Regions from separate parts of the Mus musculus genome. Here regions 2, 3 and 4 are each linked to region 1. Evidence: chromatin contacts called from public Hi-C, HiChIP or PLAC-seq and promoter capture Hi-C data. All regions are on one chromosome and are shown on one strand. Each heading gives the region's core, a stretch centred on a gene start, on an enhancer-like site or on the middle of the called end of the contact. The rest is flanking DNA. Distances are from core to core; before and after follow the strand shown.

Region 1 (7,652 bases), core at 2,922-5,421:
TTGTGTCTTCCTGGGTTATTCTTGCTCCACCAGCCTGTCCCCTGGGGCTCTTTCACTCAGCTTGTGCTCCTGGTCCATCCTGTCTTGTGTCTTGGGCCACAGAGTTTAGCATTTGAATACAAAGTAGCTCCAGACCAGCCTCCCACAGGTTCCTTCTGTAAGTGATTGAGATGCCCGCCCACTTGGGATCAATGCGGCTTCAGTTGTGATTTCTAGAACAATATTTTCTATTCAGAGAAGGCACTGTCAGGCGTGACAGGCTGTTCCAGGTCACCTCTCCAGTCACCTTTCTTTGACTTAACTTGGAGGCAAGCCAAGTTTGGAAGCCAGGGAGTCCTGGGGAATCTGTACTTTCTATAATGACCCCAGTGGGTGTTTTGGCATCCGAGATATTCAGTCTACTGCTAACTGGAGGGACACTCACAGGTGCTCTCTGTGGCAGAGGCGAGGATCCTGAATTCCTCTGGTGTCTGCTTTGAGGTGTTTGCTTGTTTGTTTCCTTTAATTGAGAGGGAGCAGAGGCAGGAGGGTCGACCCATGTTCCCCATACTCTGTGAATTCCAAGCTAGCCCGGACTGGAATTAGACTGTCCCCCGAAGACTCCTCCTCCCCAAAAGAAATACTAAAATAAATTGGGGGGAAGAAAAGAAGGCAGGTTAAGTTTGAGAGATCTGATTCTGAGCTGTAGCTCTTAGGCTCAAATGGGGAAATGGACAAGAAGGAGACATCTGAGGGGGACAAGGCGCAGAAGCTGGATAAAAGCCAGGGAGCATGGACTCTTGGTATCTGCTTCCCACTGGAAATCCCTCTGCAAAGCTGGGCTTCTGAAGAGGAGAGTAGAGATGTCATACAGGTTAAGGGGTATCTGTTGGGTGTGTATATGTATGTTGATGGGTGTGTATATTGTGTGTAGGCGTGCATGGGGCACTTAGAATACTCATACCATTTAAAGCAAAGTTCTAAACTTATAATGTTGTCTGTGGTATATACATGTGCGTGTACATATGTGTGACTACACACATGGAGTCTAGAGCTTGTCTTGGGGAGTCTTCCTCTATGACTCTCTACCTTTTTAATTTTTAATATTTTGAGACATGGTCTTAGTTTGCATCTTATTGGTGTGATAAAACACTTTGAACAAACCAATTTGTGTCAGTTTCATCATGGAGGGAAGTCAGGGAAGGAACTCAAGGCAGGAACCTAGAGACAGAAACTGAAGGAGAAGCCAGGGAAGAGCACTGCTTACTGGCTTGCTTCCCAGGGCTCACTTAGCCAGCTTTATCATACAACCCAGGGTCACGTGGCCAGGAGTGACACAACAGGCTTTCCTACCAGTCAGCATTCAAGAAAATGCTCTGTAGGCTTGCCCAGAGGCCAGCCTGATGGAGACGGCTTCTCAATTGAGGCTCCTCTTCCCAGACGACTTGAGCTCTCTTAAGTTGACAAAAAACCAACGAGCACTCTTCACTGAAACTGAAACTCAATGTTTCTGCTAGTCTGGCTGGACAGAGAACCCCAAATTCTGCTGTCCCCCAACCAAGCGCTGGGACTTCAGGAGCATGCAGTCATGCCCAACTGTTATAGGGTGCTGAGGATCTGAACTGAAGCTGCCACACTTGTTCAACAAGCACTTTACCACCCAACCATCTCCCTGGATCCTATTTACAAAAAAACAAAAAACAAAAACCAAAACAAAACCCAACCAACCAACCAACCAACCAAAAAACCCCAAAAAACTGAGATAGTATCTCTTTACACAACCCAGGCTGGCACACTGAACTAGATTTCCAAGCTGCCACCGCCTCCTGAGTACTGACTTTACAGGTGTGTCACCATGCCCAGTTGCAAAGTTTTCAAACTGTAACGTTGAACTATTTCATGTCATTTGCATTACACGCACAGGGACATCCTTTTATCTTTTCACTATGGAAAGTGCACGGGCTTTTCTCCTTTCTCTGCCCTGTGTTACCTGGCTGTTCTGGTCACCTCCCTGTCCCGGGTGTTCAAGCTCCTGACCTTCTATATCCTCATACTCCAGGGCTACCGACGCTGACTGTGTTCTAATGACTAAATCTGATACCAGGCAAGCAGCTACCTGCTTGTTGTGACTTGTTTCTTTCCTTGGATGACCTACATTGGTATAAAATATGGTTTTTAAGCATATGCAGAGAAACTGGAAAACAGTGAACATCTCAATAATTATAGAACACTGAAAGTATTAGCAGGTAAGGGGCCAGTGATATGGCTTAGTGGTGCCTGGGTCAGCACTGACCACCTGGGTTCAGTTCCCAACACCCACACAGTGGAAAGAGAGCATGGGGTTTCAAAAGTATGCATCTACTCAGACTCACACACATACATACACAAGATAAATAAATGTACATATACAAGACAAATGTTAAAGAAGAATTAACACTTAAGTCATTAAGTGTTAAGTCATTAAAATTAACACCATTGTTAATATTAATTGTGGTGTAGGTTGGCTTACTCCTTTTATTTAAAAAGTTTTATTTATTTTCATGTGCATGGGTGTTTTGCCTGCATGCTTATCTATGTGCCATGTGTGTTCCTGGTGCCCAAGGAAGCCAGAGAGGGCATTGATGGAGTTAACAGAAGGTTGTGAACTGCCATGTGGGTGCTGGGAATTGAACTTGGGGCCTCTGGAAGAGCAGCCAGTGCTTTTAACCACTGAGCCATCTCTCTAGCCCCCAAATTTACAATTTTATTACTTAGTAAATTAAAAATCAAAACATTAATTAGCCATGTGCTATGGTACATGTCTATAATCTCAGAACTGGGGAGACAGAGGCAGGCAGATAGACCTCTGGAAGTTCCAGGACAGCCTGGTTTACATAGTGTGACTCTGTCTCAAATAACAGCAATAAGACATCAACCAGAAGGACACTAGGTTACTGACGAAACATTAGTTGTTGGTGCTAAGTGTTTTGCACGTTTATATTCGACTCTCAGAACAACTCTTGTGGAACAGAAACGGTTTATCAGCATTAAGCAGACGGTGGGGAGACATGACTAGATAACTGAGACACTCCGGGGTCAAGCTAATGCTCTCAGTATTAGCTCCATCTCTTGGTGCCTGTGAGTGAGAAACCAGTCAGCTCCTGTTTGCTGGACCTCGCAAGCCAGGGCAGCAGCAGGTAGAGTGTAAATACTTCCCTGGAAAGAGCTGAGATCAGGAAACCCAGGTCTGTGCCACAGCATACCTCAGACTGCACTTAGGACAGGGAAAAGAGTCACAGGAGCTGTGTGCTTTAAAAGGATGGTGTCGCTTAATTCTCTAAGCAACAAGGCGATAGCATCATTTTCATTTCAAGAGAGCCAGCCAGGTGTGGTGTTGTGTGTCTGTAATTCCAGCACTTACACAGTGAAGGCCGGGGTGGGGGTGGGGGGTTAGGAACTCCAGGCCAGTTTCAACTACATAGCCAATTCAATGCCAGTCTATACTACATGATCTCAATATATAAATAAATAAACAAATAAACCAATAAATGAGTAAACAAACTAATGAATACATCTCTCTCTCTCTCTCTCTCTCTCTCTCTCTCTCTCTCTCTCTGTGTGTGTGTGTGTGTGTGTGTGTGTGTGTGTGTGTGTGTGTGTAAACAGGGTCTCACTATGTAGTCCTGGCTGGCTTGTAACTCTATGTAGACCAGGTTGGCCTCAAACTCAGAGAGGCAAGCTCAACCACACTGAGCCATAGATAAGTAAGTGAAACAAGCAAACAAACAAATCTGGTGCTTGGAAGTGGAAGCAGAAGGATCAGGAGTTCAAGGTCACCCTCACCTACAAAGCCAGTTTCCATTGAGACTCCTGGCTCCAAAACAGATGGACAGACTGACTGACAGACAGGACAGACAAACAAACAAAGCCGAGTCTCAGTGACTTGCCAAGATGGCTCAGGTAGTAAATTGCGCACGCAGGCTTCAAATTCAGTTTGTCAATTCCAAACCCACGCGAACTTCACAGCCCGCGCCTTCTTAAGTATCTACAACCTCATTCTAGGTTCTTCATACACAGGTTGGGGAGAGATGACTTTCCTTACCGGCTGCTGAGGCGCAAGCGACTCAACCTTGGCTCCGCGCCGCACCAGTGACCTGCGACAGTGGGCGCCTCCTCCTAGCTGGGCTCCCGGCAGGTCACACCTTTCCCGCCCGCAGCCCCACGCGCGGTTCGCAGCGAACTACACTTCCCGGCAGGACGCGGCGCGCGCACGCGCACGGGGGCCTCCGCCATGGCGACAGTGCTGTCCAGGGCTCTCAAGCTCCCGGGTAAGGAGTCTGCAGCCCCGCGACCACGCTGTGGAGACCTGGCCTGGGGAGATGAGCGAGGCGAGGCGTGGCGCGGCGGGGCCTGGCTGTTATCTGGGAGGGCTGCAGCGTCCGGGGTAGAGGAAGGGGGCTCCCGGGTGTGAGTCGGGGACCGGGGACGCTCGGGGACACTTGGGGACTCTCGGGGACTCCCGGGGCAGACATTGCTGGAGGTGCGCGGGGCCGGGTCGAAAGTGGAGGGACGAGACGGTTACTGTCAGGTCAGAGCGCATGTCGTCGCAGTCTCCAAGGGAAGGCCAGACATTGGAGCATCCTTCCCTGAGCGCCGGGACTAGCTGCTGCTATCTGGGGCTGGACCAGAGGGGGAGCCGGGGGCTGCAGGACTGTAAGTGAGTGGCCTGGGCAGAACAGCATCCACTTACTGACAGCAGCTTTGCCGCTGTGAGCTAGCCCAGACAGGTGTTCTCCTTCCTCCTGTGTGCAGGAGGAAAGAAGAAAGATTAGGAAAATGGCTAATTGAATCACACGGGATCACACAGCAGGACACTGTGCTGTTTGAATTGCACTGTTTTAACCAAAGTGTATTTATTCTGTCGTTGGCAAAATTTAAACATTTAGGGCTTTCGAAAAATCTGTGGCTCCACTTAAAAAAATTAAACACTAAGTTATAAGCATTTATTGGCTGATCACATAAGACAGGAAGCAGTTATTTTCTCTGCCACGTTAGAAAGGGTCGCTCTGATAGTAAGCCTGAGGCCCTAGGAGGGTTGCAGGGACCTTGTTCTCAAAGAGTTTCTAGTCTGCTACCTTGAAACCGGCCTTGTATTTTAGATAACAAGAGACTCCATGTCTTTAGATCTTTCTCCCCTTTGCTGGCTGCTTGGAACTCTGGAAAGAACAGTGATACGATCTGTCTTGGAGTGTACACAATACTGAAATTAAGAGAGAGGCTTGCTTTCTCTGCAGGATACATTGACTTTGACGAAAGTACCCTGGGTTTTGAATGCTATCTTGTCAAAGGCATTTTCAGCCCTTTTTGTTTGTTTGTTTGTTTGTTTTTAGAGTTCTTGTTTTAGTTCAGCATAGATGATTGCTACTCTCTGAGAATAAAACAGAAAGGGAATGTACCTCGGGGTACAGGCTTACTTAGCACCCACAGAGCCAAGTCCCCCCCCCCCCAAAGCACTGAAAAAAAGAGGTAGTTATAGTCAAGTGGAGGTGGAACAAGAGATAATACCGGGCGAATATGAGAAAAACACAATCCTTTTGTATACTCTTCAAAATAATCATTAAAAAAAAAATAATGGGAGAATAGCTTGCCTGAGCTCTTTTGTGTCTTCACTCTGAGAATGTGCTGCGCACAGAATACTCCTTGGTGTGTTGGCTTACAGTTATCTCATCAGCTGACAGCCTGGGGTGATGGATTCTTGTGTTTGGAAGGCAGTTTGGCCCTAAGGGATGAGCTATGATCAATACTAAGGCCTACATACAGTATCTATATTTCCTGTAAGTGATGTGGATTTTCTTCTTTCTTTTGGCTTGTTTTTCTCCTGGTCTCTCCTTGGCCCTTTCCCTTCACTACCCAAAATATGGTTTGTGGCTTTTCATTAGGTAGAAGTTGCTTTCTCAAAGCTGCTTTTGGATACCGCGTGTAATTGGGAAGATGAGACTGTAGTCCCGGCTGTGTTATCTTAGTTAACTCTCTTACTACTTTCCTGTGTGAAGGGAGCAAAGGGAACGGTGGCTGAGAGCAGGAGAGGGGCTCTGGATTTGACTGGATCCGTTTTGATTTGACTTCTGTGCTGAGGAGCCCCTCCAGGGCTTTGCATTGCTGGGCATGCAAGCGACCAGCTGAGTGGCATCCCCAGCCATGCCCCAGACTAAATGCTTTCTTCACTTGCTTAGCTGCTTTATCTCTTTAAGCGTTCATTTCCTCATCTGCCATAGTAGTGTTGTTCTAGAACATTCTCTACGCGCCATACACTGCTTGGCATATTTATCTCACAGGGTTATTTGGAGTGGTACAAGAGATGGTCGTCCTTTGGAATTTAATTAGCTTCTGACACATTAGCTACAGTTTTGGTCGTTAGTAGCGCATGGGGGTGGCATACGACCGAAGGGTCCATCCAGCAGATCCAGGGACAAAGCTCTGCTGGGGATGCGTTTCATAATCTAAAACCTGTTCACTGAGCTCAGGTTGGAAAGGTGTTTGGCTCCCAGGCCTGGCACGAGGTTAATAAGTAACAGAGGGACAATGTGGCATTTATAAAGCTGGTAGGGCAGCTTATCTCTCAGGTATATGTTTTCTTAGTTTTAAAGTTTGAAGGTCAAACACTGAAGGGACTGTTAAAGCACAATGTTATTGTTGTGGTTTGTTTTATGGCATGTGACTTAGAGAGTCTGTGCCCCTAGATAAACTAACCTAGATTGGGGGGTTATTTGTTTTAGTATAGGTACATATCCCATCGCACGTGTAGGTTACCGTATATGCTGTGGTGCCGGGTGTCACAGGGTAGCACACATTTCAGTGTATCTCCCTAAGGACATTTGGGCACAGCACAGCTGCTTCCCTTCATAGGCATGCTTCCTCCGCACCATGCAGGGACACTTGAGTCACTATCTCAGCCTCCTAGGAGACAAAGCAGGCTCCAGAAAGCTTTTATATCTATGTGTTATGAAACCAGTGTCTTCTCCTATATTCTTTGCAGACATAAAACAGTTAATTACATAAATGTGTGTGAGAGTGTGTATGTGAGCATGTGCTCGTGCATGTGCCCGTGTGTGCGCGAGCATCTGTATGGGCATGTTCATGTGTTTGCAAGGGGCCCCTGCTGGCTGGAGGCATAGCATCCCCTCTGGAGCTAGAGGTACAGGAGCTTGCTTCACGTCAGTGCGAAGGATTCAGTGCAGGTCCTCTGCAAGAACAGTGCATGCTCTCAGCTGTTAAGTCATCTCTCCAGTGCCTCCTTGCAGACATTTCATTGACTGAAAACTGGGGCCTGGGAAGATGGCTCAGTGGGTAAGAGCAGTCACTGTACACACCCGAGGAACTGAGCTTGAATTCCTCCTGGCACTCACATAAAAAGCTGGCCATGACCACACGTGTTCCTGGTAGCCCCGGTGCTGCAGTGGGTAGAAAAGGGAAGATTGCTGGTACTTGCTAGCTTCTAACCTAGTTTAGGTTCAGTGTGAGATCTTTCTCTAAGAATAGAAAGTGGAGAACAATACAACAGGATTCCTGGCATCCTCTTCTGGTATGTGTACACACATCAGCGTATATACATTATACATATACTATACACCTACCATTCTCAGAGACACACACATACACTATACATACATATACACCATCTATATACATACACA
Region 2 (7,652 bases), core at 2,010-4,509, 220 kb before region 1:
TTAATCCCCATCCAGCAGGACACCGCCGCAAAGGGTGGAAGTGTTAGGGGTTGGCCATAGTGAGGGCTATGCTTTGTCTTATGTGTTTACTGGCATGCCCTTGAAGGCGATTGTTGGGCCCCATTTTGGCCCTGGTTTGGACCTTGAAGACAAACTTGAGCCTGGCTCCAGTTTTGAGACCGGTCTCAGTCACTTCCATATCGGGGTAACTCAGCAAGACCTGCTTGGCCCTGGCCCTGCTGTTGCTGAGGTAGAGCTTTGCCACTGGCCCTGTCAGTCACTCCATACCCTCCGTCACCCTTCCCTGCCTCCTATGTCATCTTACCTGTCTTAGTCAGGGTTTTTATTCCTGCACAAACATCATGACCAAGACGCAAGTTGGGGAGGAAACGGTTTATTCAGCTTACTCTTCCATCATCAAGGAAGTCAGGACTAGAACTCAAGCAGGTCAGGAAGCAGGAGCTGATGCAGAGGCCATGGAGGGATGTTCTTTACTGGCTTGCTTCCACTGGCTTGCTCAGTCCCACACGGCAAGCAGGTGAAGGGGAGAAAGCGAGACTCCCTTCTTCCAATGTCCTTGTATGGTCTCCAGCAGAAGGTGTAACCCAGATTGAAGGTGTGTTCCAGATGACCTTGAACTCAGAGATCTCCCTGTCTTAATCTTCTGGAATCCATAGCCACTATGCCTCAAGATCTCCATACCAAGATCCAGATCAGAATCTTCTATCTCCCAGCCTCCAGATTAGGGTCACTGGTGAGCCTTCCAATTCTGGATTGTAGTTCATTTCAAATATAGTCAAGTTGACAACCAGGAATAGCCACTACATTACCCCACCAAAAATCCCCCTCCCTATGTTCCCAACTTATATAAGGAAGACACTGATGCCATAAAGTTGGTTCCTGCTTTGATAAGGCTCCTGGCTTGGTGTGTTTCTTTTGGACCGTGGGGCACTCGCCATCCAGCTCAGCCCCGGAGAGAGACCCCGGCAGGAGTGAGGCCCCTCTCCTCTCACCTGGACCTGCTGGCAAGGAGCCAGCTGGTGCTTATCATAGAAAACCCAGTCCCTCTTCTTCCTCTGTGTTTTGTTCTGTTTTCCTAAGGTAGGAACAGTTTGCCACACACCTCTGGCCTGATGTGCCCAAAGTAATGGGGCTAACAACAGGTCATGAGCCAGAACCTCAATGCTATGAGGAAAATAAACCCTTTTCTTCACCCCTGACGCCCTTTACACACACACACACACACACACACACACACACACACACACACACACACACACACATGGACCAGGGACCTGCACAGGAATGGCACCTACCAACAGTGTGCTGGGCCTGTCTATATATGTGTGTGTGTGTGTGTGTGTGTGTGTGTGTGTGTGTGTACATGCACGTGGGAGTAAGAGAATGGCTTTGAGTGTTGTTCCTCATGTGCTGGCTGCCCTTTTGTGGTTGGAGTAGATAGAGCTTGTGATGTAAGCTAGGCTGCTCGACCAGCAACACCACACTTGGCAGTTTTAAATGTAGGTCCTGAGGATTAGACTCAGGCCCCTGTGCTTCCAGGTTTTGCTCTCCAGTTCGGGCTGACCTTGAACTTTGAGCAAACTATGATGCTTCCTTCCAGGTGCTGGGATGACAGGCCTGTGCCACCATGCCCAGCCGTTCTGCCTCTTATCTCAAGAGTACAAGTAGACGCTGGGGCCATTCTGCTCGGTTATGTCTATTCTGTAGGAGCTATAACCAGAACACTTGGACGTGGACTAAATTCTGACTGATCAAGGTCAAGAGCAGCAGGGTGTGCTGCAGGTGGCACTGCTCTGGTAAAGACAGGTTATCCATACGAAAGTGAGGGGCTTAATTGTGTTCTACAATGATAGAGCTGTTGAAACTTTCCAAATGGGGCAGAGCAAGAGGCAAGTTCAATGCCAGTCTGATCTACTTAATGAGTTCTAGGCTAGCCAGAACTCCATAGTGAGACCGCACTGAACAGATGCAAGAGACTCCAAATGAATAAGGGGGACTTTTGTTTCGTTTTGGGAACAGGGTCTCACGTAGCCCAGGCTGGATTCCAACTAGCTATGAATCCGAAGCTGACCTTGAATGTCTAACCCTCAAGCTTTTACTTCCTGGTGCTGGAATTACAGGGGTGGGCCACAGTGATGGGTTTCTGGGTGCCAGTGTTAGAATCCAGGGCCTCCGCGTGCTAGTCTACTGCACCTCCAGCTGGAGACATGAATCATTTAGGTGAAAACCAGTTTGGCCTTTGACGATGGTGTCAGGGGTCCTTTGGTGAGACTGGGTTTCCCAACTAAGCTTCAGCTTCTCCCCTCCCCCCACCCCCACCCTAACTGCTTCAGGGATAGCTATGGGGTGCATCGCCATCTGGTCTGGGTAAAGGCACAGAAAGAAGCTACATTCATTTCCCCGCCTGCACGCTCTGTAATAGATAACTGTTTTTCAGACCCTGCTGGGGAACCTGTAGCTAGAATCCACTCATTTAACCATGATGCAAGCTACAGTCCTCGCTTCATATGAAAACCCCGGAAGCCATCATCTCCCCGCTGCCATGGAAAGTGTATAATTAGCTCGGTGTGCAGCTTGACCCCAGTGATTTTTCTGACGCACTTGGCCCCGCAGTGTGCCCTTTTTGAGACCTCCTGTGTCTTCTCCACAGCTGGAGATGCCCTAAACTGCACGCAGCACTTCCTGTGGGCGTGGTCTTGAATTTTAGGCGCTCCTTGGTGCTGGCTGCCCTCCCTTAATGGGTCACATGCTTCAGCTACTTACATCCCCACAAAGCTCTTTGAAAAGGACCATGAGTGGCTGTATCGATCATAATTAAGTTTTCCGGTCCCTCCTATTTCTTTTTAAAAATGATTTTCTGATGGAGTCCTCTCAAAGAAACACTATAATTGGGCAGCCTGGGGCATGTGGGAAAGCCTCCCCCGATGGCGTCAGTAGCTATTCTCAGGAGAGGAAAGGCAGGGTATCCCCACTGGGAGATGACAGCACTTGTTTCAAGTTGGGGAAGAGCCTGTGGTTCTCTTCCTGCGTTTGGAGGGGAAAGCGAACACACAATATTCATTTCCTAAATACGGGACGTGCTTTGCCAGCGTCTCTTTTTCCAACATGTCATATCCTGGCCGAAGGCAGCAGGGGTCAGGGCAGGAAACAGCAGCTTCTCAGAATGAGACAAGGCTTTCCCAGAGCCGTCATTGGCTCCTGGGAGCTATAAAGTATGCTCGTCCAGAAACAGTCTCCCACTTTTCTTCCTGGAGGCCAGAGTGAAGGGTAAGTGGGGAGTCCGAGGGATGTGTCTGCAATGGGATTGGTGATATCGGGGTCAACTCTCGAGGCGTCATGTATTTGGAGTGACTTTTTCCCAACCTTCTTGTTACCTGAAAACTTCTTACTGGTCAGCTAGATCATGGAGGTCAACCAGGAGCTGTAGGACCTATGAGTCAGGAGACCAGTGTTCTTCTGGGGGCACTGAGAAACATCAGCTGTTGGTAGCCGGTCTCTAAAGGCCTTCATCTTAACCGAGGACAATGAGTTCTGGCTGTGCATGCCGATGCAAGCCTGGAATTCTAGAACTCAGGAGGTGGAGGCCGGAGAATCGGGGGTTTGAGGTCAACTTGGACTATGTAACAGCCTGTCTTTAAAAACAACAAAAACAAATGGAGAAAGATAAAAAATTAAATAACTTCTGCCCTGCTCGTTCAGGTCCGACATGCTCTTTCAGTGACTTATTTGGTGCCTTTAAGAAGTTCTGACTGGTGGAGAGTACAGTGTGTATGAAAATGGGGCTCCCTCATTACCAGGACAGATGGCCTTTTACAGATGAACCTGGTACATTCAGCTTTCTCCCTTAGTCACCTTTTATTGGCTTCAGTCCATCTGGACCCAAGGAAGCCTCCAGTGAGCTGCTAGCTAGCACCTTTTCTTTTTTACCTTGAGACAAATTCTTGTTATGTAGCCTTGGATGGCCTAGAACTCAGTATTTAGACCAGGTTGGCCTTGAACTCTCAATGATCCTGCCTCTGCCTCCCAAGTGCTAGGATTAGAGAGAGGGACAGGGACATTGAGAGAAGGAGAGAGAGAGAGAGAGAGAGAGAGAGAGAGAGAGAGAGAGAGAATATAATGATATAATGAGAATGGGGGGGGCAAGTACCTTGAGTCCCTAGGACACAAGTCTCCACATAATGAAAAGTTTTTGTTACGTTACATGCACGGTTTGCTACTTTTAAGGTGTTCTCTTCTTTTTATTGGTCCTTGTTTGTCAGGAGTTGGGGAATAGAATAGGGTGTCACACCAGACAATGGCTCTACCCCTGAGCTGCATCCTCAGCCCAAGTGTCATTTTGAAAACAGAGCAAAGTCTCTGTTTTCAGAGCATTTACCTGGAGCAGCTTTCTAATAGTCTCCACCTTCCCGTTTAAACCTTTATTTAAATCTGTGGATGGTGTCCATAGATTTTGTTCCCTGGAAGGAAAGCAGAAGACAGCATAATCTCTGTTGGAACGCACAGTTAACGGGTTCTGGGAACTTGTGTGACTTGTCCCAGGCTCCAGAGCCTTTGGAAACTTGACCCATAACCCAGTAGTAACCTACCTCCCTGTTCCCAGTCCTGAGTGGTTTATTTATTCGTGTATTCATTTCGGCAGCCTTGTGGATTGAGTCTGAGGGTTGAACGCTAGGTAAGTGATCTACCATTAAGGCAACACGCCCAGCATAAAGTCTATTAATTATTTGAGGACTCTCTAGAGAGTGCACCGGGCAGCTCTAGCCTAGGGCAGCAACGGGTGCGGAAACTCGGGCTAACTGTGCGTCTATGTCCCTCACAGGGCATGGAGAAGCGGGCGGCCTGGGAGCCGCAGGGCGCCGATGCGCTGCGGCGCTTCCAAGGATTGCTGCTGGACCGCCGTGGCCGGCTGCACAGCCAAGTGCTGCGCCTGCGCGAAGTGGCCCGGAGGCTGGAGCGGCTACGCAGGCGCTCCCTGGCGGCCAACGTGGCGGGCAGCTCTCTGAGCGCCGCTGGTGCCCTGGCAGCCATCGTGGGGTTGTCACTCAGCCCGGTCACCCTGGGAGCCTCGCTCGTGGCGTCGGCCGTGGGCTTAGGGGTGGCCACCGCCGGAGGGGCAGTCACCATCACGTCCGACCTCTCTCTGATCTTCTGCAATTCCCGGGAGGTGCGGAGGGTGCAGGAGATCGCCGCCACCTGCCAGGACCAGATGCGCGAGCTTCTGAGCTGCCTGGAGTTCTTCTGTCAGTGGCAGGGACGCAGGGACCGCCAGCTGCTGCAGAGCGGGAGGGACGCCTCCATGGCCCTTTACAACTCTGTCTACTTCATCGTCTTCTTCGGCTCACGTGGCTTCCTCATCCCCAGACGTGCCGAGGGGGCCACCAAAGTGAGCCAGGCCGTCCTGAAGGCCAAGATTCAGAAACTGTCAGAGAGCCTGGAGTCGTGCACTGGCGCCCTGGATGAACTTAGTGAGCAGCTGGAGTCCCGGGTCCAGCTCTGCACCAAGGCCGGCCGTGGCCACAACCTCAGGATCTCCACTGATCTGGACGCAGCGTTGTTTTTCTAAGAGCATCCTCTACCTATATGGAATGTTCTAGAGTCGTAGCATCCACAGGGAAGTGCTACATGGGTGGAGTGCAAAGGATGATAGGAACTCTTCTTGCAGGGCTTCCGTCAGTCCTTAGCTCCTTGTGTGTGTGAAGGACTTTTCGCTTGTGTAATCCCAACTGAGTATGTGATCCTTTTTGTCTTTGTAGGGATTGTAGACCCAACCTGGGCCGCGGAGCTGACTTGCTCTGCTCTTCCCACCCCAGTTTATCCACTCATAGACCAAATCTGACTATTGCATACTTTCCCAGCATGGCTTCAAATTCACACCTCTAGGTACCCTGAGAGGGAAAGCCACCCGAAGAGTCACTTTAATCCCAACATACTCACCCGCCTTCACTTCTGTAAAGAAGCTGGGGGAGGGGTGAGATGCAGTCCCTGACAATTTTAAATAACTGACCACAAAGAGGAGAGCAACGGCCTTTGAGTTAAACAGTCTTGGACTGATCACAGGCTCTGTCCCCCACCGGTCGTGTGACTTAGCCACCTTCTCTTGCTGAGACTTGGCTTGTTCAGTGACACAGATGGTGGTAAGAACACACCCTGTTGTGAAGCCCTGAGATAAGAAAGGACCTTCAGAGTCACTCTCAGAAAGTCCAGGAAAGACTGGCCCAGCAGCCCAAGAAAGACTATGCTGTGTGCTTGTAAAGCCAGTTACTCTGTCCCCTGTAAACTAGAAGACAGAGCAGCACAGACCCTTTAGAGGGCAGTGTTGCCCATTCCATGTAGAGACTGGTACAGAGGTAATGTGAAGTTACCAGCAAAAACAAACAAAATCAAAAACAAAAAATAAAAACAAAACAAACAAACAAAAAAAACCCCAAACCTCTTTATCCTCTGAAAACTCCAGACACCATATCTTTATTTATTTAAAATTAGTTATTTAATTTCTGTGTATTATTTACATTTGATTTTATTTAACTATAGCATTTAGAAAATAATAAGAATATTAAGGGTCTGAATAGGAAGGGAGTCTGTTAAGGCTCTTTCCAGGAGGTCAGGTTTGGATTTCTAGAGTCTTTTTCCCTCAGAGAGGACTCTCTAGTGTTTGGCACGATCCCTGTAAGTAAGATGGGGGAGTCCTGAGGAGAGAGAGAGAGACTAAACTGATTTTTAAACTGGTAAATGGAGTCTTGAATTGTGGAATATATGAATGATTAAGCCTGTGTGTCCTGAAGGTACTTTGCCAGAAAGCACTTGACTTGAAAAAGAAAACCTATTTAATTCAGGAGTGGAGGAATAGAGACTCATGAAGGAAACATTTAGACCTTGGAAACCTGTCCTATGAAATTCTGTTTTTATAAAATTGTGTTATGATAGAGATCTGTCACATTTTGACTTTGGGGCTGTAAGAAACCTGCTATCTATGCTTAAGAAAGTACTTCTAATTTATTCAATATCTTCCTAAATTATCCTTTAGAAAGAGTTGCAAAGTCTTTGGGACCATACCCAGGAAACCTTGGCTGTATATTTAAATTATTTAATGCTATACATTTGCGCAGCCCCTATGATTCCCAGTGATGGCCACGTGTCTGAGGAAATGTTTTGGCATGAGGGGGAGGGGTGCTCTTTCTATATTTATTTTTGTTTCCTATAAACTGTAGTTGGCGTATATCCTGATTTAATTTGACATTGATGTGGCTTTTTTTTTTTTTTTTGACACTGTGTCTTTCTCTAGGCAGCCCTGGATGTCCCAGAACTCACTCTGTAGATCAGGCTGACCTCAAACTCACAGAGTTTGCTTCTGCCTCCTGAGTGCTGGGATTAAAGGAATACACAGCATGCCCAGCTTGGGTTTTTTTTTTGTTTTTGTTTTTGTTTTTGTTTTGTTTTGTTTTTAACTGCTGTCACTTTTAGACTGCCTGTGTGGGCACTGGAGTATACCTCAGGCTCTCCTTCCATCATCCGGCTGAAGCCATTCCCTGACGCCGTCATGCATTGGTGCTTTGTCTCGGGTTATACTCCTCCATTACCGACCTGTTCCATATAACCCAAAATGGGAATGTTTTGAGTATATAGCAAAGTAC
Region 3 (7,652 bases), core at 3,681-6,180, 190 kb after region 1:
CTGTGTATCCTGGTTGGAGTGTCAATCTACACTCATCATTACGCCCACAGCGAAGGGAACTTCAACTCCAGCAGCCACCAAGGCTATTGTTTCATCCTGACCTGGATCTGCTTCTGTTTCAGCTTCATCATCGGCATACTCTATATGGTCCTGAGGAAGAAATAAGCCGAATACGCTCATGGGCGTCTGGGGGCGGGGTGGGCTGGGTAGGAGGAAGCAACCTAACCTGGGAGGGAAGCAGGAGTCACTGTGTAGGAATAACAGAGAGGGGAGGGGGGTGGGGAGAGGGAAGGAAGAGGGGGAGAGGCCCAAACCCAAACCATATCTGGGGCGGTGGGATTCTCTACTGCCAAGCACCCATCCTTGGAAGAAAGTTGTTGGCTGATATGCTGATGCTTCCTTGACGTCACCAGAGAGTCCTCCTCTAGCCACCAAATATGGCCCCGTCCATCCTCAATTACATACACTCGGGGCCTCCCCAGCTGCCATACCACTGGCGCCACTCTTGAGGGTGGCTGCTGGGTCACACACTGAGGTCTTCCACATCCATATTATCAAGTTCTGATGGTGGTTCAGGTCTTAGCAAGAGCAGATATTGCTCTATGCTGAGGCTAAGTCTGGAAGCCACTTTGTCCTTGTGACCTAAAAACAAACATCAAATCCAGATCCCATGTGCCTGTAGTGGGAGCTTTGGCCAGGAAGCCAATGTGCATATTTGGTGGCCTTTCTAACAAAAGTATAGGAAGAGAGATGGTTTGTAAGTTCAAGCTGATGGAATTGGTTTAGCCAAGAAATGGAAGTTTCTACCCCAGAGGATCTTGGAGACAGGTGGGGACAGGCAGTGCTCCTCAGTCACGTGTCACCGAGCTGTCCCACATGGAGGCCTCCTATTGTGAACTTTGCTAGACTCTCACTTACAGCCAAGGCAGCTTTTCTGGAGTTTTTCTAGATTCTCTAGAGCCAAAGATGATAATGCCTCACAAAACATAGGGTCAAAGCATATGCCCACCGCAGTGCTATAGTAAGTTTGTGGGTTTTTAGGATTCCCCCAAAGCACTCAATGTATCTTGTATATGTAACAGGGGAGAAATGCATGTGTTCCTTTGACATACAATTCTGAACTAGGAATATTTGAGGAAGTCCAATGATGACCAACAACACTGGGGACCAGAATATAACATCTAAATGCAGTAGTCACTATTGCTTTGACCTGGGCTGGAGTGGTCTCCTCTCAACAGCTTTCATCACACTATTTTCCAGCTAAAGATGGCAAAGCTGTAAGCCAATTAACATATACACCAACCTAAACTAAAGAACCAGTCCTGAGGGTGTGAGAAAGGTGCTATCTGGTTATGGATTATTAAGCAAACCGTATTTCATTTATGTTGAGAAGAGAATGCCTGCCCTCAGGGAAAAAAATGTCATTGTGTGAGATGAATAAAGTCCTGGTGATGGGCAGACAGTTTCTCTTTTAAAACAGGAGAAACTCTTAGGGCATCCAGACAGATGGTAGCTAAATTGTTGGGGCTGCAGGGGTATTCCTGTATAAGACTTAGAGGTAGTATGATATCTCAGATTTCTGCCTTAAAGGGCTTTCTTTTTAGAAATAGTTTCTTTTATTGCCCTTAGAAGATCACCCCCAGGAAGAGTATGAGCTATCTTTTCTACATTTCTTTTCCTAGGAATATTCTTATCCATTTCTTATATACATTTCTTTTGGGAGGGAGTTTTTATGCTATAGTTGCTGGTATTTATGTAAAGGGACCATTACTAAGTGTATTTCTCTAGCATATTATGTTTAAGGGACTGTTCAAGGTAGGTTACTGAACTGCCGGGCTGATGTTAGAGACACTGGCCAGAAAAGCTATAATAAGTTCTTAAATTATAATTTGATCACTATACATTTGTTCTATGCTGCCTTATGTTCATAAGAATATCAACAGACAGCTAGAGCCAGAAAAAGATAGTCACATTTTGTTAAAAAGTTGAATTATGACTGGAGTGAACCGTGCATTCCCTTGCCTTTTACTTTTTTTCTGTGACATTTACGTCTCATGTAATTTGCATCGCATTGGTGGGTTATTCTAGTACTGTATTTGGCTTCTTCATTAATAGGATATTTCACATACTATAATTGTAAATATTTTGATACAAATGTTTATAACTCTAGGGATATAAAAACAAATTCTGATTCCCTACATTGTGTGACTGTTTTCTTTTTCAAAAGTGTGAGATAATATAGAGAATGGTGACATTTATTCCTCCTCATTAATTTGCCTGCTGGTTTGATTTGGTGAACTTGACATTTATTTGAAACATTAAGATACTTTCTGGTAAAACCCTAAGGATTTCTCTAATAATTATTTCAGGCAGCTGAATGTTAGCAAATATAGCTTTGCCTTGCTTTAATTAGACCTCGTAGGCAAAAATGGAATTTCATAAGCTAATAGATTAGAAAGGGGTTGTTATCGTCTTAAATAAGAGTAGCTTATGACATTAAGAAATGAGGCACTTCTAAAGTTTGGTTGAAGTAGCCAGCTCCTTTAATGTGTCTTCTCAGTTCACAGTGATGCACAAAGGGCTGGGATAACTGACTTCTGCAGAAACCTCCTATGTTAACTGGGGCTATCTCTGCATGGGTTCAATGAAGGCAACAAGATTAACTCCTTTATGTGAGCTGTCAGAGCTGTCATTGATGGCAGAGAGCAGGTGGGCATTATGTATCATCCCATCATCATATCAACACTGGTATGACAAATATGGTTTATTGATTGTCTTCTGGTCCTCTATGGTCTTGCACTAAAAACAAAACAAAGCAAAAAAACAACCCTAAACAAAACAACACACCAAAAATATACTATGAGAGGTTAAAGAGATGGTTCAGTGGTTAAAAGCACTCGTTGATCCTTGCAGAGGACTCAAGTTCAGTTCTCAGCACCCATGTGGAGGCTCACAGTCATCTGTAACTTAACTTCCAGGGGATCCAATGCTTTCTTCTGGCAAAATACTTACACCATAAAGTAGATGAGTATTGGGAAATACATCATCAAACTTGAAAAATTACTCTGCAACTTAAAAGGCTAAAAGATGGCTTGGCAATGGCCCAGTGGGTAAAGTGTTCACTACACAAGCATGAGGACCTGAGCTTGGAGTCCCAGAACCCATATTAAAAAGGTGCAATAATGTGTGTCTGAACTCCAGTTACAGGGGGTAGAGACTGAGCTTACTGGTCAGCTAGCCTAGCCCAATATGTCCAGGTCCAGAGAGAGGCCCTGTCTCAGAAAGAATGTGAAAACTAATAGATCATCCTATTTTAACCCCTGTTTTCCACATATGCTTAAATGGATGAGTGTACACACACATACTATACACATGCATACATACATACATACATACATACATACATATATACATACATACATACATACATACTATATACACAAACACACACACACACACACACACGGTTTTTGCATATTTCAAATTAGCAGATCAAATGGCATTGATTTTTATAATGCCTTCTTAGAGGCCCATATGATATCCTTTTTGTTTATCTCGTCTTCTGTGTGTGTGTGTGAGAGAGAGAGGGGGGGGAGAGGGAGAGAGAGAGAGAGAGGGAGGGAGGGAGGGAGGGAGAGAGAGAGAGAGAGAGGGAGGGAGGGAGGGAGGGAGGGAGGGAGGGAGAGAGAGAGAGAGAGAGAGAGAGAGAGAGAGAGAGAGAGAGAGAGAGAGAGAGAGAGAGAGAGAGTTAGTTTATTGTGTAGCTCTGGCTAGCTTCAAACTTAGAATCCCCCGAGCTCTGCCTCTTCTGAGTGGTAGGATTAGAGGTGTGTCCCATCACCCCTGGCTGCCCATAAGATGCCTTACGTTGTTTTTAGGATATTAGTTCTCAACCTGTGGGGTGTTGAACAACTCTTTCATAGGGTCACATATCAGATATCCTGCATCTCAGATAGTTACATTATGATTCGTAACAGTTGCAAAATTATAGTTATGAAGTGGCACCACAATAATTTTGTGATTGCGAGTCACCACAACACAAAGAACTGTACTGAAGGGTCACAGAGTTAGGAAGGCTGAGAACCACTGCTTTAGGACATCTTCATAAAAGGTCTACTTCCCTCACTTAGAGCTCCTACCATGATACAACCCCTTGGTTCGCTCTTCTGACTGCCCATCCCTTCCTCAAAAGTCTTTAGTCACCAATGAACACCCAGACCCACCCAACATGTTCTTCAACTGCAAAGATATCATCTTCCATTTCAAGAATCTAGTTGGTCATCAGGGTGTCTTCGGAGAGGCCGCAAGAGGGCTATCAAGCAAGAAACTCATGCAAGACTCCATACAGCAATTCACACCCCAGAGTGACTTCCCTATAGTATTTTCTCTGAAGACCTGACTTTCTCCAGTTCCTCAGTTGATCAGATGAGGCCCACCCACCCCATGGATGGCGACCTGCTTTGCTTAAACTTTACCTGTTTAAAAGTCATTTTCATCCCAAAACATATTCCTAGAGATACCCAGAATAATATTCGGTGATGTAGTTGGATACTTTGGCCCAGCCAAGTTGACACATAAAATTAGACATCACTGGGTTATCTTCTAGTCAAGGCCAAGGTGCACTGGCTTTCTGTTTTAGAAATAATTTAAAGAAAGCTTAAACACCAGATGTTTCCATGATTTCAGATGACATTTAGTTCTGTGCAGAAGTGAGATAGCAAGACATGAGAGTTATCTTGCAAAATGAGATTACATTCTGAGAAAGGGCAGGACGTTGTCAGATTTCCACATATAAAGGCGGTTAATAAATATTTGAGCAATTAAACGTCTTGGATAGAATTGAATTGAATTGAAGTGATTAAGTAAATATGCAGGTGACCTTGGTCTAAGTGAGGCATGTGGAGAAAGGTGAGTCATTGAGATCTCTCTTGCCATTCCAGAATGAGGCCCACAGGCACAGGGAAGTCATTCACTGGGGTGATAACCCAGGTGCCACATGGTTAATAGGTAACTCTGTCACTCTGCTTTGGATTTACTCCTGATTGTCCCTTTGTAAAACCCCTCTGGCTTTTAGGCACAGAGGACAATTTCTCAGGCGCCTTTGGAAGTAGGCCTGTGGGAGTTTAAATCATGCGTGTGCAAGGCTCTGTATTCCAGCAACACAAGAAGCAGTTTTCTGTGTCTGCTAAGGAAAAGCCAGCACATACCACCAGGCAGACGAAATGTCTCTCAGGAATGTTGCAGTTGAGTTTGAAATAGCCCCATTCTGGAGCACAGAGGGAACGTGGGCAGTGGTGGGGAGTAAGGTAGAAGGAAGGAGGCTTGCTGGAACTTTTTGTTAGTGGTGTGACTTGTTGAATCGGTTGACATTTGAGAGGAGAACATGTCTCACAGCACACAGCAGGTGGTGACATGGAGCCCATGGGAGGTGTTTTCTACCTGGCATTATTTTTTTTAACAGGCATAGAGAGACCCAGATGTGGGCCAGACATGTGACTGTTAAGACATGTGTTGGTAAACTGCTAAGCATGGTTGCCGTACACACCTGCTGGGGACATAGAAAAAAAATCAGATGTGCATCCTTTTCTCCCTCTAGCTTCCAATTTAGACTGGAAATAGATCTCATCCATAGATTAAAGTTAGCTAGAGATTTGGGGAAGGAGGCTCGAGGGTATGGGGCACTGTTAGCTCAGGGAAGGTAGAATACCTTCTTGGTTCTCAGTCCTTCTTCATGGTTCTGTCCCACTTCAGCATCAGTGAGCTGTGCATTTTGTTGCTTTGAGATAGGACCTTCCTATGTAGCCCAGTCTAGACTACAACATGCAGTTAGTAGTCTTTTGAGTATTGGGGTTCCAGGTGTGCAGTGTTTTTCAGAATATGATAGTCATTTAGTGAATCGTAGCTATGAGAACCTACAAAGTGATCTGCCAGAGACATTACTGTAATAAGAGCTAACTGCGACAAAGCAGATGGCGAGGAAATGCAGACTGTTGAATTCTTAATGACTTAATGGGTTGGTACAGGCCAGGAGGTGTGTATATGCCTGCAGTCCCAACACTAGGGACACAGAGGCAGAGGAGAGGCAGGAGTCACAAGTTTGCCAGCCTGGCCTGTAGTAGTTGAGATTCAGGCCAGTAAGGGTTACATAAACAAGACTATGTTTCAAAATTCTCCTAGAATTTTTTTTTCACTTACTGTCTGGGCTGAAATGATTTTTTGGTAATTTATTTTGGAAATGCAATGTATTTTCAGTGGGATAGGATTTAGTTTAAATACCAGACTGTTCTGTTGCTCTTCCAAGCCCTTGTGTCTTGGAAAAGCTGCCTGTGTCTGCTAAAGGGAGGGTGGAGAGTGAACATGGGTCTCTTGTCAGAAAAGTCTGCCTTGATTATAGCAAGGAAGTAGTGTTTAGTTTTCCATTAAATATGGAAGGACATGGCACTCAGAGCGACACTGTCTGGATCAAGGTATCTCCCATCTTTCATCTGTTTGATAGTGTAATTTGGGTATTCTGAGGCTGGCACTTCTTAGCTGCCTCCCTTGTATTAACACATGGATCTCTTAAATTCAGATTATTTCAGCATGTTTGAATGACATCATCTCCTCAGTATTATAATTTATAGGCTTTGAGCATTATGAAATCTTGAAATTTTTAGTTTTTGTCTTCTGAAACACACACACACACACACACACACACTTTTCTGAGACAGTATCTCATTTAGCCCAGGATGGCTTCCAACTCACTACATAGCTGAAGCTGGACTCCTAATCCTCCTGCCTCCACCTCCTGAGTATTGGGATATGAACCAACCCCTCTCAGCTCTTATCTTTACAGTTTTTGAGGTGAGTCAAAATTGTACCTGTTTTGAGTCTTTTGCAATAGGTCTTGAGATAACTAGTTATTGCGACATTAAGTCTGAGAGTTATAGCACTTGCTTTGTTGAGTGAGTTGGATGACATTAATGAATCTGACATTTAGTCATCCTGTCTTAAAAAAACATTAAAAGCATTTGGGCAGATTTCTTCTCAGGAACCAAGCTGCAGAATTCATATCAGCACAGCATACCAGAAATGACTACTAATATCTTTCCCTGGGGTAATTCAGATTCTGCCCATCTCATTGTGTTTCATACTTGTCGGAGCCTCTGGAGAGGGAGAGAAAAGCGGCATGCAGACAATTATTAATTGTTTGGTGTAAGCTCAGCTCATTTCAGCCACCTGTTCCCTGACCTTGGACCTGGCCTCTCATTTCACAGTACTGCTCGTCCTGCTTCAGGAGGCTGCTTGATGCTCCCTTCTTGGTGCGGCCACCACCGCTACTTCTCCCATGTTCTCTTAGCTCTCAGGGTGCTCCCTAGACTCGCCTCTCTCCCTGCATCTCCAACCTTTCTCCTTCTGAATGTGTTCTCTTGGGGGCCAAACACACTTATGCTCTTCCTATTCTAAGCCAAAGGAAACAGATGAAATTCTCTCTCTTCCTTTTACCTTAAGAAGATTCTGCTTCTTGTCAACTCCTTTTCCTGCAGGTTTCTCAATATGTGGGTGAGTTCTGCTTCCCTGGGCCCTGTCCTGACCTCGCGTGCAGCTGAGGAGCACAAGGAACACACATAGAGGCCTACATACCACATGTCTAAGTATTAAGAAGATCGGAA
Region 4 (7,652 bases), core at 2,819-5,318, 130 kb before region 1:
GACTTAGTTTGGCAAAGTAATGCAGAATAACTCAACACACACACACAACACACACACACACACACACACACACACACACACACACACACATACACACGCGCGAGCGCACTTTAGACAAAGCCTTACTATGTAGCTCAGAATATCATTGAATTCAACACCACCCAAACACCTTCCCAAGTGCTGGGATTACGATCATATATCACCATACCTAGATTGTATTTTATTTATAAGGAAAAAACAATTTTAAATTACACTTATTTATGCACTTACTTAGTGTGTATGTACATGCTACAACACATGTGTGATACTTTGCAGAAGTTGTTTCTCTCCTACTGCATGGGACAAAACTCAGGCCATCAGCTTCATGACAGGCACTTTTACCCACTGAGCCATCTCACCAGCCTCTAGCGTCATTGTAAAGAGGGTTGTTAGCTGGGAGGTGGTGGTGGTGGTGGTGATGGTGGTGGTGGTGGTGGTGATGGTGGTGGTGATGGTGGTGGTGGTGGTGGTGATGGTGGTGGTGATGGTGGTGGTGGTGGTGGTGGTGGTGGTGATGGTGGTGGTGATGGTGGAGGTGGTGGTGGTTGGTTGGTGGTGGTGGTGTTGGTGGTGGTGGTGGTGGTTGGTGGTGGTGATGGTGGTGAATACCTTAAATCCTTGCACTTAGGGAGTCAGAGATAGGTAGATCTCTGAGTCCGAGACCAATGTAGTCTAGAGAGTGAGTTCCAAGACAGCCAGGGCTACGTAGAGAATCTCTGTTTTTTTTTTTTAATTGTTTTCTGTGTATGTGTGTTTTGACTGCAGGTTCATCTGTGTACTATGTATGTACTAGGTACCCAGAAAGGCCAGAAGATGGTATGGGTCCCCTGAAATTGGAGAGACAGACAGTTAGGAGCTACCATGTGAGTGCTGGGAACTGAACCCAAGTCCTCTGAAAAAGCAGCCACTCTTAACAGCTTAGCCATCTTTCCAGCCCCCTCTCCCCTCATATTTGAAAAGATAATGTGCTGAGATGGTGCTATTTGGGATCTATTGGGTTAAACAGATGATAAAGCAAGTTCTTTTTCCCTCTCATTTCTTCTCCTTCCTTCTTCATTTTCTTCTAAGGTCTCACTTTAGAGTCCAGACATGGATGGCACTTGATATGCAGACTTGAACCCACAATAGTCACCACACTTCATTCTCTCCATTGCTGGGACTATGGCCATGAGCCACCACGCCCAGCTCCCTATATCTTTTTACTTCTTATGATTCGACCAACTGCTGTTCCAATGTATACAGGGTTCTCTAGAGTCACAGAATGTATGGAATGTCTTTCTATATTGAGGGAATTTATTATGAAACAAAGCTAGTTATTTCAGCTGGTCTTCTGTAGAAGTGGATTCCAACAGATGTGCTGGCAAGTAAGTGCAAGCGTCAAGGAAGAGCGAATCTTCCTTTTTCCAATGTCCTTATGCAGGTCTCCAGCAAAAGGTGTGGCCCAGGTTAGAGGTGTGTACCACCATGCCTGGATCTGGGACTTGTTTCGTCCTAGGCTGACCTTGAACTCAGAGATCCCCTTGCCTTAGTCTCCTGGGATCAAAGGTCTATACTACCTTGCTTGGGCCAAGCTTTTTTTTCCTCCTCCTCCTCCTCCTCCTCCTCCTCCTCCTCCTCCTCCTCCTCCTCCTCCTCCTCCTCCTTCTTCTTCTTCTTCTTCTTCTTCTTCTTCTTCGATTTACTGATTTACTTTGTAAGTACACTGAAGCTGTCTTCAGACATACCAGACGAGGCATCCTATCCCATTACAGATGGTTGTGAGTCACCACGTGGTTGCTGGGATTTGAACTCAGGATATTTAGAAGAACAGTCAGTGCTCTTAACCTCTGAGCCATCTCTCCAGTCCATCCATGGTTCTCTTGGATACTGGTCTAGCTTCAGTTTCTATAGATGAGATTGTAGAAGTTTAGAGAGAAGCCCTTTCCGGTCTCATCATTCCCCAAGCCCTTTCCCCAGGCCCCTGTCTCTTGGTGAACCCCAGGAGAGGAGGAGAACTTGACGACCTCTGACCTGCAGGCCACAAGGGAGATGGCCAAGTTAAATATTGACTGCGGTTTCTTAGGTACGAGATCAATAGAAATATAGACTCCAAAGATTTAGGTTGTTTTGGCTCTGGTGTTTGAACCAGTACCTTATACATCACAGCATAAGCTCATGAAGAGTCTTTCTATTGGTGTGTGTGTGTGTGTGTGTGTGTGTGTGTGTGTGTGTATGTGCGTGTGTGTGTAGCACTCACCATGGTCCTGTGTGTAGGTCAGAGGACAACTTTACAGTCTTGGTTCTCTTCTTGGACTTGGTTGACCTTCATGCCGATTTTGGGAATTGGACTCTGGTTATCAGGTTAGGCAGCACGTAGTTTATTGGCTGAGCCACCTTCCCATCTCCTCTGCCTTTTTGAGTCAGGCTCTTGAGAGTAGCCCCCCCTCCCCCTTTCCCGTTGCCCTATATCACCTATGTGGCTCAGGCCGGTGGCCATCTTCCTGTTTCAGTCTCCCAAATGCTGACTCGAACTGTCATTTGCAGCAAGTCACCTTCAGGTGACCTCAAACTCCTATGTAGTAGAAACTGGCCTTGAAGTGTTTTTCTACCTGCTTCTACCACCCAAGTGCTGGCGTTACAGAGGTGCCCCGCGCCAGGCCTGGCTTGTTACATTTTATTCTTTTCTTTTCTTTTTTTGAGACAGGGTTTCTCTGTGCATCCCTGATTGTTCTGGAACTCACTGTGTAGAGCAGACTGGCCTCCAATTCACTGAGATCTGCTTGCCTCTCCCTTAGGAGTGCTGGGATTAAAGTTGTGAGCCCCTACCATCTGGCAAGATTGTTTGTTACATTTTAAAAAGCATTTAAGGGTGTGGAGAAAAGTGGGTCTCAGCCCCTTGTAGGGGTTAAACATCTTTTTCACAGGGGTCACCTAAGCCCAGTAAAAAGCACAGATATGTATATTAAGATTCATAACAGAAGCAAAATTACAGTTATGAGGTAATAACAAAGATAATTTTATGGCTGGGGGTCGCCATACATGAAAAATTGTATTAAAACTGAACTAAAGCACTTAGAAGGCCTGCTCCAGGCCTTCCCTACTACCTAAAAAGCTTAGTTCCCCCGCTGCCCACCAACGCAACCAACGGGGTAAACCTGGTCCAGTGCGTTGACATTCCAGGACTTTTTGACTACGGAGCAGGCAGGTTTCAGCCGGACTGGCCTGATAATGGATGCGCTGCGGGCCCCTACCTAAGCAGGAGGAATCAGACACCAAAGGCAAATTCCTTCATTTCAAAATTTTATCTGGCGTCTCTGTTCCTATCAACTGCTTTGTCAAACTTTTGGAGAGGTGGTTAAAAGAAAGGCGATATGATCTCTCAGTCAGGCCATGCTAACTTGGCTATGCGACAGTTCCAAGAAGGGCCTTGCTGAAGCGTCTCAACTTTTCCTTGGTCTTTACTCTTTAGCCGCGACTGGGGGACCCACAGGAGAGTGAGTGGCTGTCTCTTCCCATTTAAACTTGGCTTCTCCCTGCTCACCGGAGGAAGGAGTGGGTGATGGAGAGACAGGTGCCGCCAAGGGGAAATAAAGACCAACTTCTCCCACAGAAAGTAACAAAGGAGCTGCCTGGAGCTGCTGGCTTAAGTCTTTGCCCTTGGGGCCCTATAGTGCCCTCAGGGAGGATGGGTGTGGTTCCCTCCAGGAGATGACAGCCAGCAGCGCTCATCCGTAGCTGGGTTCACCGTGTGGCTCTTTTCATAAGGGCGGGAGCTCTGGGACCGACCTGAACACTCGTCGAGAGCTACGCCTGGCAGTCTAGGGTGCTTCCCCCGCAACCCCGCCACCTATTTCATGAGTGACTGTGCTTCTGACGTCAGGGAGGCTTTCAGTTCATTCTCTGGCACGGTGACTTTATTTTCACAACAGCGAGAAGTGCCGCGGAACTGGATTAGGCGTGTCCTCTCCCTCCGCCCCGCCCCCGCCCCTTGTCCCTCGGTTCACCCTCTCCCTCCCTCCGGCGACAGAAGCCTTTATAACCGCTTTGCGCGGCCAAGGCGGGATCCTTGTCCCAGGACCTGCCCAGTAGCCAGGGGTTGAGCGCTCTCGCCTTTCACGCGTGAGTCGCAAGTTCTCGCTTCACCCCGAGCGCCGCGGCGCCCAGGTAAGAGGGGTTTACCCAGGAGCGCGCTCCGGGCCCCAGTTTTAAATCCGGAGAGTGGGGCGTGGGGAGCCTTGGGGAAGGAGAACTGAGACAGTACAGCCCGTGATGGACTACAGCTGGCTAGGAGAAACAGATGAAACCGAGAAAGGAATGTCCTTAACTTCTCTCACCTCTGAATGTGTTCTCTGGGCTAAAACAGAGGGGAAAGACCAATCAGCAAACAGTTAGAAACTGTAGCACAGGCCTGTAATTCTGCACCTGGGAGGTAGATGCAGAAGAATCAAGAGTTCAAGGCCAGCCTTGACTCTACTGTGAGTTCCTGGTCAGCCTGGGCTATATAAGTCTCTGTCTCCAGATACAAAACAGTAGTTTAAAATACCAATATTAAAAGAGAGGTCCGTCTTGAACTGTACTAGGCCCCTCCCACAGGTTCTATGTAGCCACTGGTGGGTGGAAGATGGGCTATGATGCTTTCAACTCCCATCTGAGTTTCAAGGGTCTGTGAATGAATAGAGGGGTAGAGGGAGAGGATGCCAGCCGCTTCCTTCCCAAAGGAGCGAAGGCCGTGGAGGTCAGGAAGTGACTCACCTCAACGCCCCCCCCCCCTTCTCATGTGCGTGTTGTTCCTCCACCCCATCCCTTACTTTTCCTGTTGCCCCAGTCTCTAAGACCCTGTCTCTCTTTAACAAGAGGGGGTGAAAAGCTTGTCTTCCCGGAGGAGAAGAGACACAGGCAGGAGGAGGCTGGCAGATCACATTGAATGGAAAGACAGGAAACAGCAGTTGTTTTTTTTTTTTGTTGTTGTTTTGTTGTTGTTGTTTTTTTTTGTTTGTTTGTTTTTTTTAGACATTCAGGCTGGCCTCGAGCTTGTAACCACCATTCTGCCTCAGTTTGCAGAGTGTTGGGATAACAGGTATCGGTCTCATGGTAGAAGGCTCCCAAATGGCAAAAGCCTGCCTGGAAGCAGGTAATTGAAGGACCATCACCGTGCCTGCCTGCCTTTTCTCCAGGCAAGTGTCTGAGGCTTTTGTTGAAGCCTGGTGAAAGGTTCTCTGGAAACAGTCTCTTCTTTGCTCTTTACTGAAGGAGAATTCTTTAGCCACTTCAGATACAATGGCCTGGGAAGGTGGAGGGGAGGGTGAGGCCAACACTTCACCCTTAGGGGTTTTTGTACTGGCCATCACTGATAGAGAGAAGGAAGGGGAGGGGAGGAAGGGTTGGGAGGTGCCTTAGGATCAAAGAGGGAATGGAGAGGCTGGCCCCCAGGCCCAAAGGGAATGGCCACAGCTGTCTCTGACTTCCCAAGAAAAGGTCTCTACCTGGCTCCAGGCAGCCCTGTGTTTCCTGGTTCTGCAGTCATTTATCCAGCAGCCACCTGCCGCCAGGTCCTTATGCTGAGGAGTCGTAGGCAAGCGTCTTTTCTGTGTGTAGGTCCTGCCTGTCTGTAGTTGCACAGTATCCGTAAGCAGCAGGTTGAAAAAAATGTGCGCCTTCATTCCATTCTTGAGAGGTAATTGAGGATAACAGAGTGTGAAGAGGAATGTGGATTGGGGATTTCTGCTCTTTCTGAAGATCCACAGAGAGCAGGGGCAGTGGGTGGGGGCAAACAGAACAGTTTTTCACTTGAGGGGATCAGAGCAACGCTGGCTTTTGTTTGTTTGAGTGCTCTCTCTCTCTGTCTCTTTCTGTCTGTCTGTCTCTGTCTCTGTGTGTCTCTCTGTCTCTTTGCCTCTGTCCTCTCTGACTCTCTCTCTCTGTCACTGACTCTGTGTGATTGTCTCTCTGTCTCTGTTTCTCTTTGTCTCTGTGTCTTTCTGTCTGTCTGTCTGTCTCTGACTCTGACTCTGTGTGTCTCTCTGTCTGCCTGACTGTCTCTGTGTCTCTCTTTGTTGCTGTGCCTCTGTCTCCCTGGTGTGAACACGCCACACTGCACATCTGGTGGTCAAAGGACAACTTGAGGGAATTAATGGTGTCTTGTGTGAGGAACTTGGGTCCTTAGACTTGGCAGCAAACACCTTTACCATTGAGCCATCTCGCCCATTGGTGTTACCCTTTTAGGAAAGGGACTCAGGTAACCATGGCTGACCTGGAATTCACTGTGCACACGAGGCTGCCCCAGTCAGATCTACTTCTGGTTTCTGAGTGATGGAATTACAGGCCTGAGCTACCCTCTGAAAGCCCAGTGTTTGCATTTTTATTGCTCCCCTACCACCTTTTTTCTTTTTGAGTCGAGGTTTCTTTGTGACCCTGACCAGCTTGTAACCCACGATATAGCCTGGCTGGCCTGAACTCTTGCAACTCACTCTATGGCCGGGGTTGGCCTGAACTCTGCTTCCCAAGAGCTGAGACTCAGGCATGCTCTACCATGCCCACCTTATCCTTACTTTTATAGCCTGCCTCCTTCCCTTCCCTTCCCTTCCCTTCCCTTCCCTTCCCTTCCCTTCCCTTCCCTTCCCTTCCCTTCCCTTCCCTCCCCTCCCCTCCCCTCCCCTCCCTTCTCCTTCTCCTTCCTTCCTTCCTTCCTTCCTTCCTTCCTTCCTTCCTTCGAACAAGGCTTGATCCATTGCCCTGGAGTATTTTAATCTCACAGGCTCAAGTGCTTCTCCTCTTTCACATCTCAAGTGGCTGGAGTGCAGGTGTGACCCAAGGCACGGAATCTGTATGTTTATTTTAGAATTTCAGATCACTCTGTTCTAAACTGCACTCAGTTTTTGGCAAACATGTGTGACCATTTGGATAGATTCCATCTGATAGAGAAGGGGTAGCAACTATGGTCTGTTGTCCAAAGTGGCCCATACGTTCGTTTTCTTCCTTCTTAATGACGAGTTTCATGGGGATCTATTAAAACTCATTTGCTTTTGTATCATTTGTGGCTACATTCAAGTTACAAGTTCATGGCTTCTAAAAGCCCCTGCCCGGGGCATGGTGGGGCATGCCTTTAATCTCAGCACTCCAGAGGCAGAGGCAGGTGGGTTTCTGAGTTCGAGGCCAGCCTGGTCTACAGAGTGAGTTCCAGGACAGCCAGGGCTATACAGAGAAACCCTGTCTCGAAAAACCAGCCAACCAATAAATAAATAAATAAATAAATAAATAAATAAATAAATAAATAAATAAATAGTAAAAGCCCCTGCTACTTATAGCTGCTATACAAAGTGCTTGACAAGTGCAGATTCTGAGAGTGTGAATTCTTTGGTTAATAATGGAGATATGATTGGTATGAAGATAGACAGTGTTTCTGGTAAAGTATCCAGAAAACATTCTCGTGATTTTGCTGGTTATTTATTTTATGTATGGCATCTGCCGAGGACTAATTTAAAAAAGTCTATAGGGGCTGAGGAGATGTCTCAGTGGGTAAGAGAGAGTGCTTGATGCGTAGGTATGAGGATGAGAGTTAGGATCATGAGTTAGCACCCGTGTAAAACCCAGGCCATGGCAGCAGATGGCCATGCATGGATGCAGAGGCAAACAGA

The links. Hi-C and Micro-C count contacts between places; a contact is called where the count stands out from the background. HiChIP or PLAC-seq counts read pairs in DNA pulled down with a chosen protein or histone mark. Capture Hi-C pulls out chosen DNA fragments and counts their contacts.
Region 2: an H3K27ac HiChIP or PLAC-seq map of embryonic stem cells shows a contact between it and region 1, with 3 times the contacts expected there. The contact joins the promoter of Apold1 here to the promoter of Fam234b in region 1. A contact is called at or near these places in 3 of 39 promoter capture datasets (the C10 cell line and embryonic stem cells), 4 of 115 datasets of contacts at active chromatin or transcription factors (embryonic stem cells and pancreatic cancer cells) and 3 of 9 other capture datasets (adipose tissue, liver and pancreatic islet).
Region 3: a Hi-C map of extraembryonic ectoderm shows a contact between it and region 1, with 2.1 times the contacts expected there. The contact joins the enhancer-like site here to the promoter of Fam234b in region 1. A contact is called at or near these places in 20 of 39 promoter capture datasets (the 3T3-L1 cell line, 3T3-L1-derived adipocytes, the C10 cell line and 13 more), 3 of 15 datasets of contacts at CTCF or cohesin (CD8 T cells, large pre-B cells and pro-B cells), 22 of 484 Hi-C or Micro-C datasets (the CH12 cell line, the G1E-ER4 cell line, the HPC-5 cell line and 12 more), 20 of 115 datasets of contacts at active chromatin or transcription factors (the 230-238 cell line, the NIH/3T3 cell line, bone marrow-derived macrophages and 11 more) and 4 of 9 other capture datasets (adipose tissue, embryonic stem cells, liver and 1 more).
Region 4: a contact with region 1 is called in a promoter capture Hi-C map of pancreatic islet. The contact joins the promoter of Gprc5a here to the promoter of Fam234b in region 1. A contact is called at or near these places in 2 of 39 promoter capture datasets (both in liver), 2 of 115 datasets of contacts at active chromatin or transcription factors (embryonic stem cells and pancreatic cancer cells) and 3 of 9 other capture datasets (adipose tissue, liver and pancreatic islet).

The regions. Positions count from the first base shown.
Region 1 is chr6:135,193,816-135,201,467 of GRCm38.p6, forward strand. It overlaps Fam234b (family with sequence similarity 234, member B), which reads left to right and starts at 4,172. Exons shown (of 13, transcript NM_028982.4): 1 at 4,172-4,286. The coding sequence starts at 4,250. It overlaps Gm36533 (a long non-coding RNA gene), which reads right to left and starts at 4,209. Exons shown (of 2, transcript XR_869506.2): 1 at 4,061-4,209; 2 at 1-622. Gm19434 (predicted gene, 19434) reads left to right here. Exons shown (of 5, transcript NR_040296.1): 5 at 1-1,144.
Region 2 is chr6:134,978,742-134,986,393 of GRCm38.p6, forward strand. It overlaps Apold1 (apolipoprotein L domain containing 1), which reads left to right and starts at 3,260. Exons shown (of 2, transcript NM_001109914.1): 1 at 3,260-3,288; 2 at 4,841-7,652. The coding sequence starts at 4,844. The coding sequence ends at 5,584. Gm36428 (a long non-coding RNA gene) reads right to left here and starts at 4,904. Exons shown (of 3, transcript XR_003956531.1): 1 at 4,397-4,904; 2 at 3,396-3,653; 3 at 3,157-3,314.
Region 3 is chr6:135,380,976-135,388,627 of GRCm38.p6, forward strand. It overlaps Emp1 (epithelial membrane protein 1), which reads left to right. Exons shown (of 5, transcript NM_010128.4): 5 at 1-2,198. The coding sequence ends at 165. Among named protein-coding and RNA genes, the nearest start is that of Emp1, 22 kb to the left of the region's middle. Within about 2 kb of position 4,931, at least 33 of the 459 cell types and tissues checked have an H3K27ac peak or open chromatin away from gene starts, as enhancers often do. A contact at or near this core is called in the NIH/3T3 cell line, a colorectal cancer cell line, extraembryonic ectoderm and 1 more, where this site is marked.
Region 4 is chr6:135,061,594-135,069,245 of GRCm38.p6, forward strand. Gprc5a (G protein-coupled receptor, family C, group 5, member A) reads left to right here and starts at 4,069. Exons shown (of 4, transcript NM_181444.5): 1 at 4,069-4,182.